Regions from separate parts of the Danio rerio genome. Here region 1 is linked to region 2. A link is a contact called in public HiChIP or PLAC-seq data. All regions are on one chromosome and are shown on one strand. Each heading gives the region's core, a stretch centred on a gene start, on an enhancer-like site or on the middle of the called end of the contact. The rest is flanking DNA. Distances are from core to core; before and after follow the strand shown. Region 1 holds the start of lrrtm2 (leucine rich repeat transmembrane neuronal 2). Region 2 holds the start of ctnna1 (catenin (cadherin-associated protein), alpha 1).

Evidence for each region. HiChIP or PLAC-seq counts read pairs in DNA pulled down with a chosen protein or histone mark.
Region 1: a contact with region 2 is called in an H3K4me3 HiChIP or PLAC-seq map of gastrula embryo, with 2.9 times the contacts expected there. The contact joins the promoter of lrrtm2 here to the promoter of ctnna1 in region 2. A contact is called at or near these places in 3 of 4 datasets of contacts at active chromatin or transcription factors (caudal fin, embryo and gastrula embryo).

What each region holds. Positions count from the first base shown.
Region 1 is chr14:54,961,657-54,965,820 of GRCz12tu, forward strand. It overlaps lrrtm2 (leucine rich repeat transmembrane neuronal 2), which reads right to left and starts at 1,688. Exons shown (of 2, transcript NM_001351692.1): 1 at 1,050-1,688; 2 at 1-344. The coding sequence starts at 1,053. All of the region lies in intron 7 of ctnna1 (catenin (cadherin-associated protein), alpha 1), which reads left to right.
Region 2 is chr14:54,886,918-54,891,197 of GRCz12tu, forward strand. It overlaps ctnna1 (catenin (cadherin-associated protein), alpha 1), which reads left to right and starts at 2,360. Exons shown (of 18, transcript NM_131456.2): 1 at 2,360-2,634.

The DNA.
Region 1 (4,164 bases), core at 438-2,937, 74 kb after region 2:
CAGGTTAAGGTCCTTGAGCTTGTACAGCCCCTGGAAGGCATCCTCATGCACTGTGGTTATTTGGTTGTGGTCCAGGTGAAGCCAAGTGAGCTGGGTGAAGCCGAAGAACTGGTCTGAGCTGAGCTCGCTGATGCTGTTGTGTCTGAGTGAAAGTCCAAGGGCCCCTTTATCCACACCGTCTGGGGGCGCCAGGAGCCCCTGTGTGTCGCAGTAAAACTGCAGGTCTTCACATCGGCATTTCTGGGGGCAGGTTGTGCATGACACAGGAGGGAGGCACAGTAGCATGCTGATCACACAAAGTGCCGCTGGTGCTTGTCCCACCAATGGCCACCTTGAATGGAAACCTGGGTGGGTTTAAAGATAAGAAAATAAACCGGGGGGAGGGAAATCTAATCTCTGCAGTATACAGAAACAATTTTTCCCACTATCATGCGCGCTCTTCTGTATTTGTCAACATGAAGCAATCTGACTGTTAATCCAGGAATTTTTAAGAACATTTGAGGGGAATGCTCACTCATTTTATTTATCATTTTAATGCATGTATTTATCATGTTTTATCTTTTAGTATCAACTGCGATTTGTGTATATATATTGTTTATAATATCAGGTCCACATTAGTTTTATTTACTTATTCATTTCTATGATGCAGTGTATGTGTATATATATATATATGTATATGTATATGTTTATATATGTATATGTATATGTGTGTGTATATATATATATATATATATATATATATATATATATATATATATATATATATATATATATATATATATATATATATATATATATATATATATTATATTTATACACTGACAATATGACAACGTATGATTATATAGTCATACCTTATTATATGCAATCTCTTTCCAGTGGCTCGTGTCATTTTTTCCCCCAATTATTTAATGTCAAGCATGCCAGATAAAAAAGCAGCGTTTTATGTATATAGATGTTTCCAGAGACCCTGCCAGCCACTGTCCCCCCTCCTACTCACTACATTGTCTATTCAGGTCCAGACTCTGTGAATAAAACGGATAACTTACCCATTCTTTTGTGCACATCGGAGGCTGCATTCAACTGTCTTTTTCCGCAGACTTTTGGAGCAGCCAGATGGAAGAGAAATCCAAAGGGAAAAAAGCCTTTTGGGTAAATACAAAAGGAATCAGGCTCTTCAGAAATAAAGTGCTGAGCCCCCCCAGTTGAATCGAATTCAGGAATTCCATGTCCTGGGATGCTGTTTTTTTTTCTCCTCTCTCTTTTTCCTCCCTGTTATTTGCGTCTGTCCCTTTTTCCAGTCCTTTTCAATTCCCAGATTAAGAAAAGACGAACATTATTTGCCTTCCAAGAATCCTTAAATCTGAAGTTGAGGATTTGCATCCAAAGGAGCACTGCTGAGCAGATCTGTCCGTCCCTTAGCTGCCTCTTTCCCTTTCCACCGCAATGATGTCAGCTCAATTGGTTAATTGAAGATCACACATTCCTCTTTCACCGCTCCGAGGTCCTTCATCCCTAACTTGTTGATGGCAGGCAGAGGCTGCGCTTGCGACGGCAGTTTCGTGTGTCTCTGCTGTGCTGTGTTGAGTTCTCGGCACCGAGGAAAGGAGATGCAGTGAGGGGGAAAAGCAGAGGAGAGGAGCTGAGATGTTATTCTGTGCTTTTGTTGCAGCCACTCACTGCTACAGAGTGGTGGCAGGCTGGCGTCGATCATCAGTGCAGTTTCTCTCTCTCTCTTTTTCCCTCCTCTCTCTCTCTCTCTCTTTGGTTCGCTCCCTGGCTCGCTCACTTTCCGCCTTGCACACTCGCACAGTGCTTTGGCGTTTGATTCAACGCACCCTCCCCCTCCCTTACTTTTTTCTCTGGTTCGTCACAGTCAGAATATTGATAACTGCAACGTGTTGCCGCAGTTCACAGCTGAAATTAACAATTGCCTTAAATCTCTTCATCTGCTTCCTGTCTGCTCAGCTACTACATATTTGTATGTTTGTTTATATTTGTAATTTGCTACTCTTGCTTGTTTGTAATAACCCATCTATAGCGGTAAAATAACATCTATCGTGTGCTTTTGTTTTAGTTGATGTGTGAATTTATGATAATAAGTTGACACTGGAAGCTCGTGGACAATTTGATCTACAGTGACTTGCATTCTGATTGGCCCTTCCCTTCTCTCTCCCTTTTGCTCATTCAGGTTTTTAACACAAAACACGTCACAACCAAACCGACGTCACAGAGACCTTTTTACACTGCTGTCTATCTATCTGCGGTGGTGAGGATGGAGTCTGAATGCTGGACTTAATAGAGCATTCACACTGCATGGCGCCACAGGAGATTTCACTAAACATAAGACATGCATTTTTCTACGCTCCCCTGTCATTTGGCTGATTTTTCTTCATGTGGGTTTGCTGAACTTAATATAATGGGAATTCATTTTTTATTGAATTTGTGCCTGACGTGTTGGATGACGGCCCTTTTGAGCTTACTGCCTAAGCTAAAGGAATAGATCTGGATACTTTTTTTGTTTTTTATATTTAATTTTAATACATATTTTTTTATACATGGTTTTATTATTGTTTTCACGGTGTCTGCGGGGTCTTAAAGTATTAAAAGTTGATAAATCAATTATGAGAGAATTAAAGCCCTTAAAATGTATTAAAGTCTTAATCTCGTTTTGTCCGAGATAAGCTCTTAAATTTTTTCAAGCATTGTCCAAAGTGTTTAAGTAATGTGGATTCATATTGCGCATTTATCGTTATGGCCATACACCCAAAGCGCCTCACAATCATGAGGGGGGGTGGAGGGGTGGGGGTCTCTCCACACTACCACCAGTGTGCAGCATCCACTTGGATGATGCGACGGCAGCCACAGGACAAAAGCACTAATGCGCTTCCCACCAGTTATAGGTTGAGTGGAGAGACAGTGAAACAGCCAATTCTGTGTATGGGGATGATTGGGAGGCCATGATGGGTAAGGGAATCGAGGGAATTTGGCCAGGACACCGTAGTTACACCCCTACTATTTACGAGAAGCGCCATGAGATTTGTAATGACCAGAGAGAGTCAGGGGCTCGGCTTAATGTCTCATCCGAAAGACTGCGCTCACTGACAGTATGGTGTCCCCTTCACTTTTTACCGGGGCATTAGGACACGCACAGAATGCAGGTTGATTGCCCCCTGCTGGCCCCCACTTCCAACAGCAACCTAGTTTTCTTATGTGGTCTCCCGTCCAGGTACTGACCAGGGTTAGCCCTGCTTAGCTTCGACTACATAAAACAAACATAAATAAATATATTTTTGTCAATCTGCATGATTGGTTCGGGCCAGGCTGACCGTCAGACCAAGCTTTTCCGTCTGGTTGATGTCACATAATTTGCGACTAACGTGGGAAGTTGATGTGGCGCTCTACACGTGTAGCGAAACAGACAGCAAAAAGGGAAAATATAAGTTTGTGTACTCCTGGTTGGAGAAAGTTTAAAGAGTGGCTGAAGCATGTCGCTGAAAACAACCACGTAAGTTCTTTCAAGCTTCGTTTCTTCTGAGCTTATCCGAGTTCTGTTGCATGGTTGTGCTCCATTGATTTATTTAACTACAAATGTTTAAGTTAAAGTTTTGATACTAAGAATTTGGTGGCGGTTTATTCTGGGAAGGTGTTGAAAAGATATTGAAATTAGCCTTTTAGGATTCCCGCATATACCCTGGGTTTGCTAACTGTTTAGCTTACCTATTCAAACTCTGAGCAATGCTTTCCGATCACTACCCCATTAAAATGACGCAGCTACAGCCATCAGTGCACTGCTTTTGTAACATTCTCTGCTTCCCATTTATTTCAAGACAATTATTGCCGGATGTCAAATCGCCTGCTGTGAAAAATTATTCTTGTTTTTATAGATAATTATTGGTCTGTTGTAGTTGGTCTGTGCATTACCTGCTTTTTTCAGAATCTCACATAGAAGTGTTAGATTCACAACCTTATGTCAAGTTAGAAAGCTTAACTATTTTTTTTTTAATTAGAGTACATGCATTGGCATTTAATGAATGCAACCATTTATAAAAAGTCTTCTTGATGCAGATAAGCCACTTAAACACATGCTTTTGCTTTTTATAAGCATGCGGCGTGAGTGTAGGTAGTGCTAAAATTGCCATTGTACCTGCTGTGCTTTAATTT
Region 2 (4,280 bases), core at 1,110-3,609:
GAGAAAGACAGACAGACAGACAGACAGACAGACAGATAGACAGACAAATAATGATAGACAGACAGACATCTCTAACAGTAAACCATTGAGCATGCACAAGAAATCCAAAGTATACATAAAAAATAGCTCATATGAATACATATGGGTGCCATATTTGTAGCACACTCATTTAACAAAGATAAAATGTGATAAAACTGTTCTGTGTTTGCAACTGTTTGCTCTCAAAGAGAGCAGTTTTTAATAGATAGACTGTCACCATGGTTTCTGTTGCATTTATATTTATTTGTAACCACAGTTTAACAAAGACCAGTTACATCATGGTTAAGGATCAAGCTTATTTATTATTCATGACCCAACTGTAGCATCCCTCTTTTCATGTGAATAAATTAACATGACCTGAAACTGAGCTAAAATAAAGACAAATAAGAGTAATTCTTCAACCACGGGCACTTTTATGTCCTTTGATCATATCCCTGCTGAAAAATCCAGCTTAAACCAGCCTAGGCTGGTTGGCTGGTTTTAGCTGGTCGACCAGGCTGGTTTTAGAGGGGTTTTGGCCATTTCCAGGCTGGTTTCCAGCCATTTCCAGCCTGGTCTTAGCTGGTCAGGCTGGGAGATGACCAGCTAAAACCAGCTTGACCAGCCTAGCCAGGCTGGGAGCCCAGCCAAAACCAGCTATGTCCAGCTTAAACCAGGCTGGTCAAGCTGGTTTTAGCTGGATTTAGCTGGTCATTTTCCAGCCTGACCAGCTAAGACCAGGCTGGAAATGGCTGGAAACCAGCCTGGAAATGGCCAAAACCCCTCTAAAACCAGCCTGGTTGACCAGCTAAAACCAGCCAACCAGCCTAGGCTGGTTTAAGCTGGATTTTTCAGCAGGGATATATTCAAAAATATGTATAATTTTGTTCTAATTCCTCTTTCTTTGTCAAACTAACAATAAAACCTACTGTAAATATTTTTGACTACCTTTCTATTATATTTTTTCATATTATTCGACCTCCTTTTAGGAGTCAAAACCACTGTTTTCACCTTGTTGCACACCCAGAGTTTTAAACTTCAACAATGAAAATAACATTTATCTGGTATCTATTATTGTATCTTAATTAAGCACTAAATGATTTACATATTTTATATTCATTAATGTGAGACTATTATCAATATTATTTTTTTATACAAAATATTGCTGTCGCACAGTATCAGTGTCATTTCCACCACAACACTGTAATGTTGCTTTAAAAAGTTTGTGTGAAAGATAATTTAGGTGGTTTCTATGAAAATGAAGAGTGCTATCAGAGAACATGTTCAAGATGTTCAACTTTTATCAACAAGAAAAATCAAGGTAAATATTGCTTGATAAGGAAATGCATTTGTTCTACGTCATTTCGATGTTTTTAAAAACCAAACAAAATTAAGGTAGAAAAGAGTGTTTAATATACATGAAAGGCTAGTGTCAATTCAAAGGTAACCGGTGAAGCTATTTTTAATTTTTTCACAATAAACTGTTAAAATGTAATTCCCAACACTGTCATTTCCATCACCACACACATAAAAAATAAATAAATTTAAAAAGTTCTCATCACACATTAAAAGTGTATTCACAATGTATAAGTTCATGCTCTATTTAATATATTCAGTTTATTTATTTTCTAATAAACTCTTAACCACATTAATATTAAATATTAGAGTGTGGCAGGTGTACAATTCAGCATTCAACTAATTAATTGACAAATGTATAATTATTATATATACTGTGGAAAGATTGGTTAAACTAGAATTAAAAATGATCTTGGACAATGTTTGACTGCCATCATTATTTTCAATTTGAAATAAAAGCTGTATATTGAGATGTGCTGGAATTGACATTTGTTCAGTTCACGATGGAGAAAATGTTTCTCTTCTTATCTAAGTTTGTCCTCTTATAGATCTTAAAACTAGACAAATTGTTTAAACTTATGAGGCTGTGTTACGTTAATTTTGAACAAGTTTTTTTTACTTAACTTCAAGTTAAAGAATGGCCTATAAATAATTATTTTTTTTAATCTCTATTTTATATTCGGCCAACATGAAATAAACATCCCATTTTCAACCCCAATTCTCTTTGAATTTAGAAAGAAATATGAAAAACATTGTAGCCTCTTCATGAAAATAAATTAAACACGACTGAAACTAGAGAAAGAGACCATAATATGCGCATTTCGCATTCTAATTCAGCTGGTAAGCTGGTGAAAAGTACTTCACGGAGTTTTGACACATTAAAATTCCCCTTCACACATTTAAATGTGATGCCATTGTGTTGTAATATCCCCTGCTGTGCATTCAGTCGAACTTCAGTCGACTTTAGGAGCCGGAGCCACTCCCTAACACACCTGATAACGCTGAGAGTCAGTGCTGGGAATCCGCCATCATTCTCCGCCTTCAACAAACGGGGAAAACCGAAACTCCGCCGAAACACTGCTCCAACTTAACCAGTTTTCGCTCAAACGGGCGCTTTTAGTCAAGTTTTAGTGGATTGTATGGTTTGGCTTTTGTTTTGCGGCTGGGAGAGATTATAACACGCGGAAAGTAAACTTTACCACAGTATTTGTAAAAGTCTCATCCCTCCATTTTGAATCCGACAGGAATTTCAGCAATTTGGTGAGTGTGTTTTGCTTTTGTTTGGGTGGTTAAAATACGTTGTTTTTATTTATTAACTAACTAAAAGTGCATTTACTTCATAATTAGTTTGATTTGTGTACATATTGTAAGTAATGGTCGAGATAAATGTGGTGTTTGGCTGATATTGTTAGCTTGTTTCGCAACTTCATGGAATGTTTGGGATATTTGTGTTTCTGTCGTTTCATATTTCGCCAAATAAACATCCGTTTTCATTGGGAGAGTCTTTTAGTTACCCTTTGAGGAACATAGACGCGTCTTGAAAAGATAAAGGAATTGGTAACCACGTAAGAGGGATAAACAGAAACTATCCTGAAAACTTTAGTATGGAATGCTAGTTAGCCGTTAGCTGCACGTCTAGCTTCAGGGCAAATGTGTTGAGTTTTACATTTCATTGTTGCGTTTTTCTTTGTAAATGTTTTATTTACGTGTGTCTGTTTTTGTTTTGATGTTTGAGATCGACAATCATAATATCTGTGCCTTTTTGAGTAAATAAAATCACATAAAGTCAGGGCTCCACCTAAACCACAAACCATGGATCAGGCCCTTCCGGTGAGCTCTGCCCTTCCCAATCCCAGTATAATAATACAGGATGCAGACAGCATGTTATCTACAGACACAACAATGCTTTTTTTTGTGTTTAAAATATAGATAAACTATGTTGGCCCGGTAATATTTCCATTTGTTGCTAATGATAATATGCAGGAGATCAGATGATTATTATGAGGGGTAAAGCCTCTGCGGGGTAGTTTATTTTACGACTGCTCATCAAGTAAATAATTAACGTAACATGGACAGGATTTATGTGATTTTTGTTTGTTTACACATACACAAGTCATTAGTAATGTCGCTAAGGAAAAAAAGTTCACTATAATGTAAGTTACAAAGCGATCAGTAACGTCAAGGAAGACTCAAGGTGGTACCAGTTGCGTTTCCGTAAATTGAGATTAAAGCCCACATGAAACCAAAATTTATCGTTGGCTCACAATGCTGTTTTTGAAGTAAACAATTAATCCGAATCAATTAAAGCTTAATTCACAAAGGGGGGAAAATCACCTGGGTAATCTTTAATCAAAATTTGAGAAATGTTGGCCCCCAGCCTCAGGAAGCAGAACTCAGTGTATGACGCCACATATTTAAAATAAATGAGAAACATTATTGCAGACTTCCCGTGTCATAAGTTTTCTATCAAACTACGCCTTGCATTTCTGATGAAAATAACACAATACTAAAACTCTGGTTCAAAGTTTGCAGGTTGCATCTGTAATCACACGTTCTTCAGTAGTTTTGTGTCTAAAAGGACACATTGATTCCAATTTTAAAATAGGTTTTTTTTATTAAGCATGTGTGCAGGGCTTGCAAAATTTCTACATTTCTGGTAGCCTTCGGCCAGGCACTCTTTAGTTTTTGGTAGCCCAAATATAAATTCAAGCAGGCTAAAAAAAAAAAAAAAACATTATTTATTAAAACATACATTTACTTATAAGTAATAAATATATAATGACACTTCTTATTAGATATTTAATTTTAAATAATTAAATTTGTATTTAACTTTCAAGTTTTATATACCTTTTTTTATTTTATTTATTTTTTTATAACCAAACAAATGATGTTAAGTGAACATTGTT